4 separate regions of the Gossypium hirsutum genome follow, and regions 2, 3 and 4 are each linked to region 1. A link is a contact called in public Hi-C data. All regions are on one chromosome and are shown on one strand. Each heading gives the region's core, a stretch centred on a gene start, on an enhancer-like site or on the middle of the called end of the contact. The rest is flanking DNA. Distances are from core to core; before and after follow the strand shown.

What was found. A called contact is a pair of places that touch in the nucleus more often than the background predicts.
Region 2: a Hi-C map of leaf shows a contact between it and region 1, with 3 times the contacts expected there. The contact joins the promoter of LOC107952075 here to the promoter of LOC107952077 in region 1. A contact is called at or near these places in 15 of 34 Hi-C or Micro-C datasets (anther, hypocotyl, leaf and 2 more).
Region 3: a contact with region 1 is called in a Hi-C map of leaf, with 2.6 times the contacts expected there. The contact joins the promoter of LOC107952073 here to the promoter of LOC107952077 in region 1. A contact is called at or near these places in 12 of 34 Hi-C or Micro-C datasets (anther, callus, fibers and 3 more).
Region 4: a Hi-C map of leaf shows a contact between it and region 1, with 1.9 times the contacts expected there. The contact joins the promoter of LOC107952485 here to the promoter of LOC107952077 in region 1. A contact is called at or near these places in 3 of 34 Hi-C or Micro-C datasets (callus, leaf and seedling).

What each region holds. Positions count from the first base shown.
Region 1 is chrA02:46,858,618-46,861,508 of Gossypium_hirsutum_v2.1, forward strand. It overlaps LOC107952077 (long chain acyl-CoA synthetase 4), which reads left to right and starts at 1,595. Exons shown (of 19, transcript XM_016887322.2): 1 at 1,595-1,877; 2 at 2,486-2,549; 3 at 2,658-2,747. The coding sequence starts at 1,726.
Region 2 is chrA02:46,988,363-46,991,062 of Gossypium_hirsutum_v2.1, forward strand. LOC107952075 (receptor-like protein 53) reads right to left here and starts at 1,405. Exons shown (of 8, transcript XM_041085603.1): 1 at 1,011-1,405; 2 at 625-779; 3 at 207-424. The coding sequence starts at 1,186.
Region 3 is chrA02:47,068,692-47,071,391 of Gossypium_hirsutum_v2.1, forward strand. It overlaps LOC107952073, which reads right to left and starts at 1,443. Exons shown (of 4, transcript XM_041085612.1): 1 at 1,251-1,443; 2 at 1-943. The coding sequence starts at 271.
Region 4 is chrA02:46,674,977-46,677,676 of Gossypium_hirsutum_v2.1, forward strand. LOC107952485 reads left to right here and starts at 1,376. Exons shown (of 3, transcript XM_016887736.1): 1 at 1,376-1,871; 2 at 2,001-2,602; 3 at 2,694-2,700. The coding sequence starts at 1,376.

The sequences.
Region 1 (2,891 bases), core at 345-2,844:
TCTAATAGAATCCTTCCACCCAATTCAAATACTCTCGAAAAAACTAATAGCCTCAATCAGATAAGAAAATTGAAAATCCAGATTAGCAATAATCACATCAGTTTTACCACCACTGACTCTCGTGTCAAGCAATCCCACAATATTATAAACATCTTTAAAAAAATAATTTTAAGTTGGCATGTTTTAAATGATGATAAATGGATAATGTTTTTACTTGACACATCAACATTTTATGTAGTTCATAATTTAATTAAAAATTATTATTTATAGAAATAAATGTTCTAAACAAAAAATAATAATTATAAATTGATGTTAAAATTATACAAAATCCTTATGAAAGCTGTTGATAATTTTATGATATTACAATAAAAGTTACAAGGACTTAAATAATAAGGAACATTGAAAAAAAATAATTTATATTTTGAAATTGATAATATATCTTTTTAATTATAAAAATGTAATAAATACTTTTAAACATTAAATACATTTAAATATTCAAAAAATAAGTTATTTAAAATGCTAAAAAATATTTTTTCAATTTTAAAACATATTAATGTTTAATTTTGAATATTAAAAAAAGGTAATTAGATTATTTTAAAAATATTAAAAAAATTCAAATTCAAATATTTAAATTTGTTATATCCCATATTACCATCTTTCTTATTGATAGTTAATTTGATTTTTTTGTTTAAATTAATATTAAAATTAAAAAGTTAATTAAAAATATTTTTTCGAATAAAATTAATATATATTAAATATTATGCATTCTTAACTTATACAATTATTATTTATCTTTTAACTTTTCAATATATGTAAAATTTGAACTATTTCTTAGTAAATAAATATAATATAACAAAAATTAAATTAATACATTCCATTGAATGGATAAAAAAATCAATTCAAATATAATACTATCTTCAATAAGTGCCGAAGTCCAAATATAAAAAAAAAATTGAGAAATAAGAAAAAATTACAAAAAAATATTTTGATAAATAATAAAATAAAAAAAGTAATATTTGAGAAAAAACCTCCAATCGTGAGCCCAGCTTATCAAAAACTAAAATCTAATACGAACTGAACTGTCTGACACACCACAGATCCAAAGTGGTCCTTCTTTGACCTTTTAATTTTGCTCTTCTCCTGTACAAAGTTGGAACTAGTTTTAAAAGTAGAACCCTAATAATTATAATTTAAATAAAGAATTGGTTATTATTATTTTTAAAAATTTTAAATTTATTTTTATTATTAATAAAATTTACTTAATTTATAATTATAAACTTTGACTTAAATTATTTGAAAATAAATGAAATGTTAAATTATGTGATTTTCAAAGCCCTAAATATTTTATTAGCAGAAAATTATATAAATATTTTAATTTTATTAAATAAATTTAACTGGATAATAAATAAAAATTAAAAATAAATTGATTTATTTAGTACATATTACTTTAATTCATACAAAATTTGAGTAATATATATATTTTATTAATATTACAGTATAAATACTTGCCCAAGCTTAAAAAAAAAATAAAAATTAATAATAAAAAAGAAACAGCGTTCTTACCGGTCACCTACAGCCACCTAATAATTAGGCGCTATATATTTTCTCAAGATTCTTCTCCACATTTCACTCTCAGAGCCCTCCATATATATTGAGAGCTGTAAGAGAGAATATATAAAAGGGAAAGCTAGCTAAGGATCGTTTGATTTTGGACATTTTGATCAAATGGCTGGAAATAATTTTGTAATAGAGGTAGAGAAAGGTAAAGACGCCAGCGATGGACAGCCGTCGATCGGTCCTGTTTATCGCAGTTCTTTCGCTGCTAATGGATTCCCTGCTCCGATTCCTGGAATGGAGAGTTGCTGGGACATTTTCCGGTTCGTTTTTAGCTTTCTCTTTTTTACTTTAAGCTTCTTGCTTGGCTGCTAAGAAAATAAGGAAACTAGGAGAAGATTTGACTTCTTCTATTCTTTGCTTTGATTTCAGATGGCTTTCGAAATAGTTGCCATTTTTTTTGAATTTTTACTTCCCCTTTTTTAAGTTGAGTAGATTTTTCTTTTAATTTGTTGGCTGTGTTATTTTTTTATTTCGCGCCGAAGTGGCGATGAAATCGAGAAACGTATTTTTAAGGATCCTATGAGAAAATTATATGCAGATCGAAACGCCTAATATTTGAAACTATTGAATTTTAACGCTCACACAGAGCAAGAATCGAGTTACTGGTATTTCCATTCTTATAGCTGAAAGATCGATGGCTTTCATTCAACTCAATGTAAAACTGTGAAATAAATTGTTTAATAGTAGTAATTATTTTGGTTTTGATGCTTCTGTCATGTGGAGATTAAAATATTGCCTCCTTATAACTTAGCTGAATCGTAGATACGGGCTGATTGAACTTGCTAACTAACTGTATGACAACTCCTATTTACGAAAAAGTAATGTTTTATTTGAGGATGATGATTTCGATTTCATTTTCTCCTTGCAGTATGTCAGTTGAGAAATATCCTGACAACCGTATGCTTGGTCGCCGACAGATTGTGGATGGGAAAGTATGTTGCTGCTGCAGTTTCCTTTTTTCTTGTTACTTTTGCGTTCTGTTTGTAGTGCTGCCTTTGACTTTTAGTTCATGTATCTAAATTGACCTGCTTTGATTGCAGGCTGGAAAATACGTGTGGCAAACTTACAGAGAAGTTTATGACATTGTAATAAAAGTTGGGAATTCCATCCGAAGTTGTGATGTTGTGGAAGTAATGCTTTAACTTCTTTTTCTCTTTTTAATTGTAAAATTATTGTCAATTTTTTTTATAACAAATATACTATTTCTGGGGTCAATATCCACCCACAATTGATGCGTTTTTAAAAAAAATAATGTTAAGCTTTCTATTCTTGCT
Region 2 (2,700 bases), core at 155-2,654, 130 kb after region 1:
ACACCCAAGTTCTCATCTAAATGAAGTACGTACAAGAAACAGTATTTACCATAACAAAGTTCACAGACTCCAGCAAAACTCAAGAGGCATAGATGCTCAGTAATTTCAGAAATGATTATGGATTATTGCATCCTTCAGCCAATGATAAAATATAGAGTAACTTTTCAAGCAAGAATACAGAATATGTACATGTAAAGAAAGAATACCTGAAGAGACTTCAATGCGGAATCTGTAACAGGCAAACCACCCAAGTCTAATACAGACAAATTCTTAAGTGATGCAAGCAGCGCAACCCCATTCGCAGTTACCCCAGTCTCTGAAATCCATAACTTTTCCAAAGTTGAAATGGATATAAGGTGTTTAACGCCAGCATCAGTAACCTTCATGCATCGCGAAAGGTCCACCTCCTTTAGACTAGTCATCCCTAAAACCACGAAAGAAAGAAAAAAAACTACAAATTTTTAAAAGATATTGAGCTTATCAATATGAAAAAAAAAATGAGCTTTGATCTCCATTTCTTTTAATAGTTATTCTTTTAGTGCATCTAAAATAGCTTCATATTCAAACAGATAACTTCTTATAATTTCTGTACATTTTTAAAAAATGAAAAACTCAAAAACATACCTACTATGGACCAAATAGCAGAATTATTAATTCTGTGACAATCACCGAGATTAAGTAATCGTAGATAACGAAATGCGCCTAAATACGCCATCCATTCCGCATCAACAGAATTCTCTCCTCTAAGATCTATCTCCTCCACACTATATTTGAACACTCTGCATTATCAAATGAAATGAATAATCTACTTCAACAGGGACCAGTTAGCAAAGTTTCAAAATTAAACTGAAAAATAAATAAAAATACATAAATTCCAATTCACAGCTTATTCTTCTTTGGCAGACAATTCAGATCTAGTTTAGAAATGTAACATCTAACAATTGAGCTAATAGAAAACAGAAAAAAAATATAAGAAAAATTGAAGTGATAATGAAGGAATGTTAATGTACTCGAGCAAGGAAGGGAAGAGAAGGCGACGACGGAGGAGGTTCCGAAGCAGAGACTGAGAAAGGTGAGAAGGCAATCGCTCCAGAGTTCTTCTTTGTCTCCGCCATTTCTCCACGCTCTCTTTGCTTTGGCAAGCTGCTTCTATACATCGCCGAATCAACTCGCTCTCTTTCTCCATTTCCGTTCGATTTATTACTTTTTTTTTGTCGAATTTGATAAATCACGCTCTCGTTTTGCTTCTCTTTGATCTTTCAATCCTTGAATCTAAGAAAAGATAAAGTTCAAAGTCAATAACTATTTTAGGCTTTTTGGTTTGCTTGCCCTTCACGAACTGTGAAATGTGGAAGAAAGTGGAATGATTATTTTATTTTTATTTGTTGAATGGATTATTAAAAGCGGTGCGGTTAAAATTCGCGTTTGAACTCGGCTCAAAATGTAATCGGTCCAAGATTTTTGACATCTGTCTAAATGCCAAAACGAAGCGTATAAGCTCCCCAGGATAGATAGCCAGATCAATAATAGTGGTAACTGGTAATACTTGGATTATGAATAATAATATTAAAATATTTTATAAATTACCAACGCATGCAATAATAAAACATATTGAATTTCTAAAAAAAAAAACATGGAATCGAACTTTAGAGACAGATAATTACGAATGCTGATCATTGATCATAATAGGGAGGATAAACAATATAATTTTTCTTTTACAAATTATGTTTATATTAAATAATAAAATATGGATTAAAATTAATAAGATGTTAAAATATAATATAAGTCGTTATACTTTTACTTCTATAAATTTAATCTTTACACTTTTTAGATTTAATTGTTAATTTTTTTTAAAATTTATTAATGTAACATTTTAAAATAAAAAATTATTTAACAACCATGTAACTATATAAATAATATTATACTGAACCTGAATTAATATTCAGGTTTAGTGGAAAATTAGTGTTGCAATGAAAAAAAATTTAATTCTTGGAATTTCATTACTTTGGAAGTGCAATTTTTTACATGAAAAATTCTAAATTTTAAAAATTAATAACAACAATATTTATAAAAAAGAAATACCTTAAAACTTAGAAATCATTCAATCAGAATATAAAAACAAAAACAAAATGCACTTGCGAGGTGTGCATGGGTCGGGCTAAGTTGGGCTCAACTAAAAATTTTAGCCTGTTTGCTATGCTCGAGCCCGGCCCAACCCTAAAAATGTGCCTAAAGTTTTTTCTAAGTTCTACCAAGATAAAAATGTTATAACTCAGGCCCAGCCCGGCCCCCCATATTAATTTTTATATTATTTTAAAATATATATAATACATCAAAAATACTAAAAACACCAAAATAAATATTTCCCAACAAATTGAAAATAAAATTTCAAAATATGTATACTTAAATAACACTATGATAGATACAACTTAACAAGCAAATGCCTCTAAAATAATAACAAAATTAACAAATATTTTTAAAATAATAATAAAATTAACAATAAAATAAGTTTTATACAATATCCAAACAATAACAACAAAATAGTAGCAATATAATAGTAAAATGGTAGCAAAATAGGGAGAAAACAATAAAAAATAATATTAAAAAAATTATCCTTTAGTGAATTCAAGCCGGCTTGGACGAAAAATGTCTTACTCGAGGCCCGACCCATTTTTAGACGGGCCTTAATTTTTGTCCAAG
Region 3 (2,700 bases), core at 193-2,692, 210 kb after region 1:
ACATATTAGAAGGATCACATTCTTCACCCCGAAAACCATCTTTCCATGTTGGTGGTGGTGGTGGCATAACCAACTTCTGGGTCTTGTCTTTCTCGGACTTAACTTCCTTATGATCTTCACTATCATCGGGTTTTTCCTTTTCTTCACCATCCATCTTTTCTTTGGCTTCAATATTTGACTTTTCCTGATCCTTTGGCACATTGTTACCTTCTATCTCACCATCTGTATTCCCTTTGTTATCATGTTTTGATTCTTCCAAACCCTTTTGCATGTTATCACCTTCTTTTGCACCATTCGTCTCTCCTCTGGTTTTAAGATTTGATTCTTTCTGACCTTTTTGCTCATTATCACCTTCTTTCGCACCATCTACTGCTCCTTTGGATTCCTGACCCTCCTTATCGCCTTTTCCACCATCTGCCTGTCCTCTGGCTTCAAACTGCGATTCTTCCTTACCCTTTTACTCGTTATCACCTTTTGTATTGTCCACTTTTCCTCCGGCTTCAAACCGCAATTCGTCCTTACCCTTGTGCTCATTATCACCTTTTCCACCATCCGCCTTTCCTCCGGCATCAAAATGTGATTCTTGCTAAGCCTTTTGCACATTATCACCTTCTCCACCATTGGTCTTTCCTCCGGTTTCAACATGTGATTCTTCCCGACCCTTGTGCTCAATATCACCTCCTTGTTCATTGTCTGACTTTCCTTCTGCTTCACTACTTGAATCTTTCCCATCCTTCACCAAATTCTCACCTCCATTTGAACCTGATTGCAGTTTCAAATTACTCTTACTTGTAAAACTCCCAATATCTCATTTTGATCCATTAGTTTGATCTCCTCCATTTCCTTTCAAGTTTTTAATTCCAATTGAATCTGAAACAGATTTAGAATTACCATTTTCTTTCACCGGTTCCACTGTGCCATCTAATTTCTGATTTAAACCAGTCTGTTCATTCCCCTAAAAAGGAAAAATCAATGAGAAATTTTATTTGATCCCATGAATGAAATTAAACAATTTAATCAACATTCTCCGTTTTAAAAAAAAAAACTCACCTTTGGATCAGAACTTGAGCAATCGACAACAACTAGCAGTAGAAAAAATCCCGTCAAAGAAACATAATTTCTTTCCATATTTAACATAAACCCAATTTTTGTGCTAGAATAAGAACCTTTTCATCACAGAATTAATCAAAAGCAACCTCAAAACAGTCTAAATACATATGAAGAAGAAGAAGAGGTTGAAGGTTTCTAACCTTAAAAAGGAGACCTTTTTTTGTACACTAATTTGGACAGCTTCCACATTCACCACTTCCAAACTTGAAATACTTGATTTTTCATCAATATTTTAGAGAAAAAAGAAGAAGCTCAGACATACAAGGGTAGATTAAAAAAAAAAAAGTCAGAATAGGAACTGGGGGAGAAAAAAAAGGGAGACTTTGAACCGAGAAAGGAAACGGTGGCGTTTAGGAGTTATAATATAAACGGAACAGAGTTCCAAGGATATAGGTTGCATAATTGACATTTGTTTTGGATCGCATCGCAAATCTTCTTTTCCTGTTTCTGAAGCAACGTTAATTATTAATAACTTTTTTAATTTACGAATTTTTTTATATTTTTATAGCACGTGTGAACACAAAACCAACAACATTAGTCATGTATCAATATAAGTAAGATATTCAAGTTTAGGTATTAATTATCTTTAAAACAAATTTAGATTTATGCTTTTTTGCATATATAATATAAAAAAAAATTCTAAAATGGTAACCAACTGAATTATTTACGAAAATGGTATATCAGGGATGGTAGAGGGTGGTGCATAGGTGGCACCACCTCTATTTTCAGACTTCTCTAACTGATAGTGAAAAAAACACTTTTTTAATAGGTGAGTATAAATACAAAATAAATATAAAATGAAAATGAACAAAAAGAAAAATCGAAAAAATTGGGTGAAGGGTGGGTGCCAGGCGACACTGGTGAAGCCCTCTTGACAGGTGGCATCGTGTCAACCCTAATTCCCTCGACTACTGCGTCGTGATGGGACGAGACCCTTAAGGTCTTGTGAAATTGGGTTTGTGGGACCTTATAACCATGGTCCCTCAAAGTGAAAAAGAAAAAAAAAGAAAAAAGAAAACAGATTAGATCAAAAGAGAAGAGAATGAGAAGAAGGAAAAAAACAGAAAAAAAGATTTACAAAATAGAGAAGAGCCGGAAAAAAAAACATTTGTTAAGGATTTGAGGTTTGAACAAAAGGATTTTGTTAGAGTTTAGGGTTTGAATAAAAAGGCGATTACAGGGTTTTTTTATTAGGGTATAGAAAAAAAGAATTAAGGGGTTTTTTTTAAGGTTAAAAAGGATTAGAGAGTTTTGTTTAGGGTTTGAAAAAAATATAAAAAAAGATCAAAAGAGAATTTTGTTTAGGATTTTAACAAAAAATATCAAAAAAGGTAATTTTTTAGTATTCATAAAATATTCGTTTAGTTCAGTGTTTATTGTGATTTATAAGTTATAAATGTTAATTTTTGTTGTTTTTGAATTTTTGGACAAATGTTTTTGATTTATTGATAGTTTGATTTTTTTTAAAAATTATTTTTGTAAGGTACTATTTTTGTTTGAAAGAAAGTGTGGAGGTTTGTTTCTGTTATATTTTTTTATTAACATTTTTTTGTTTATTATTAGATGCAAATAATAACATATAGTCCAATT
Region 4 (2,700 bases), core at 126-2,625, 180 kb before region 1:
CAAGGCCCTTTCAATTTCATTTTATTTTCAATTAATTTTTGTTAAACTTTTAATTTAAAATTTATATTTAGTTTTAGGCCGGTAGAGAGTTAATAAATTCGTAACCACACTTAAAAACTTCCGTATTGGTATTTGTTATTTTTCTAATTTAAGATATAAGTATCATCGTCTTATAAAATTGTATTGATATCAAATTAAAAAGAGCTCATTAATTCGGTGTTGATAAACATAGAGTTGGAAGAAGTGATATGATCGTCTATCATATTTGGTCTATCGGAGAACACGTTGGTGTGTCCAATTAAGTGGTTAGTTGGATCCGTCAAAGGAAATAGCAATCAGGTTTAAACAACCTGCGCAGTTGAGGTTGTTGGTTCAAGTTAGACCCTTCTAGTTTCCAAAGCTACTGAAGAGCTAAATCATGGACACGTGTTTCGTGGTTATTCGTTAAGTAAAACTACAGAAGGATTGGTGGTCTGGGCGTCCTCATTCACTATAATCGACTTTTCAGTTAAAGGAGGAGACTTATTATCAAGTATCAGTTTGAAATCATGGCAAAATCGAGATTGAAGCTAGAAATTTCATTATATTGGTTTATTTAATTTAACTTCTTTTATGCTTATTTCTATTGTTATCTAGATTTTAATTATTTTTACCTTTATCATATTTAAATCCATCATTTTTACTTTTGCACAAATCGTCACATGTTGTGGGCATAATAATTGTCTGGTGCACAACTTAGTTAAACCGAAACAACAATTTTAGATATTCTAATCTCTGTAGGATCGGTCGTACTCTCTATATTGCTATTTATTTATGGTTTAAACATAAAAAATATTATTTTTTATGGATTCGAAAGCCATCAATTAATATATAATTTGAGCAACTTTTATGAGTAAATAGTGGCAATACGAGAATATAATATATTTCTTAAAGACAAATTGAGTATTTTAAAATATATATTATTTAATAAATATTTTTTCTTTATTGGCTTTTTGTTAATTTTTTTATGGTAATTATATTTTTTATTTCAATGTTTTTTATTCAACTATCGAGCAAGTGCTTTTTTTTCTTTATTTTACTATTATGATTTTGGACTTCTTTTTTATTGTATTTGATAGTTTTTCTATCAATAATTAATTCTGAATACTTTTTTAATTGTGTTTGTCACTTTAAGTTCCTTACTGAAATTTAATTTTAGAAAGCCATCATATTAATATTGAACAATATTTATACCAATCATAATTATTTTATGCTATAATGATATTGTTATTTCTAAGTGTAAATTTGTTCATTAAAGAATTTGGACATTGATTTTATGTTTGAATAAAAAATTATCATAAAATTTTAAAATTAAAAAAATTAAAATTAAAAAAAAATGACTTTTGGTGAGAACTCTGGTCTTGGAAGTTCTATTGTTGAGGAATTGATTCCTAAGAAGGTCAGATTTCGGGATAAGGAAGAGGAGGCGACGAGCGGAATAATGGTCGATACGCCCTCAGATCAACTCACTTCTTGGAGAGATAAACTCGTCGGACAGTCCTCAAAAGATGTCTTCAATAGTTTGGTTGATAATGATAATATTGATATATTGGAAGGGGACGTCCAAAAGACATTTGTGAATGGCGTACCCTCCATAACTTTCTCAGACAGAATCCATCAAATCCTTGTTCAAGGCATGGATAATACTGTGATTTTAAAACTTCTAGGCCGGAATATGGGATTCACAGTTTTGCAGAATAAAATTTACGATTTGTGGAGACCCACAGCACCTATGCACATGATGGATATCGAGAATGGATACTTTCTAGTGAAATTTCAAAATAAGATGGATTTCAAAAAGGCCCTAGCTGAAGGACCATCGATCATATTTGGTCAGTATTTGACAGTACAACCATAGACGATGGGTTTCGGTCCTTCTCAGAATTTTCCAAGAGTTGTGATGGCATGGATCAGATTCCTAGCTCTTTCGAGCTACTAATATAACAGGAAAATCATTTCAGAATTTGGGGAAGTAGTTGGTAAAGTGGTTAAGCTTGATTTAAATACCGACAGCAGGACGAGGGGACATTTTGCTAGATTAACAGTTTATGTTAATCTGGGCGAACCTTTGGTATCACAAATTTTGATCAATGGTAGAACGCAAAAAGTGGAATATGAAGCTTTATCTACTATCTGTTTTCATTTTGGAAGGTATGGACATGTGGAAAATCTCTGTATTTTTAAAAGTCCTAAACCCACGGTTGAGGCGAATCATGATTTGTCTGCAACGGTACCGGAAAACCAGAAGTTGGCCATGGAAGAATCGGAGAAGAAAGACGAGAGTTACGGGTTGTGGATGATTGTTGAGAGGAAATCAAGGCATAAATTTCGTGATAATTTTCAAAAATCTGCCGAAATTCAAGAAAAGAAAAGGGAAGGATCCCGATTCAGTTGCCTAAATAATAGGGATTTAAACAATGAATTTAATGATGGAGAAGTGGCAGACTTTCAAAACTCTAAAGAGAAAGAAATTTCTCCCAGAAATCAGTATATTAAAGGCGTTGACCCGAAAATTAATAGGCTGAATGATTTTGTAAAAAATTCCAATAAGGGCAAACAAAAGGTTGTAGGCCCTAATACCGGACCAGGCCCGATTTTTAAAAAAACTGCTGGCTTATTTTAGAACCCAACCTGGATAATAATAGTGGTAACAGGAATGCG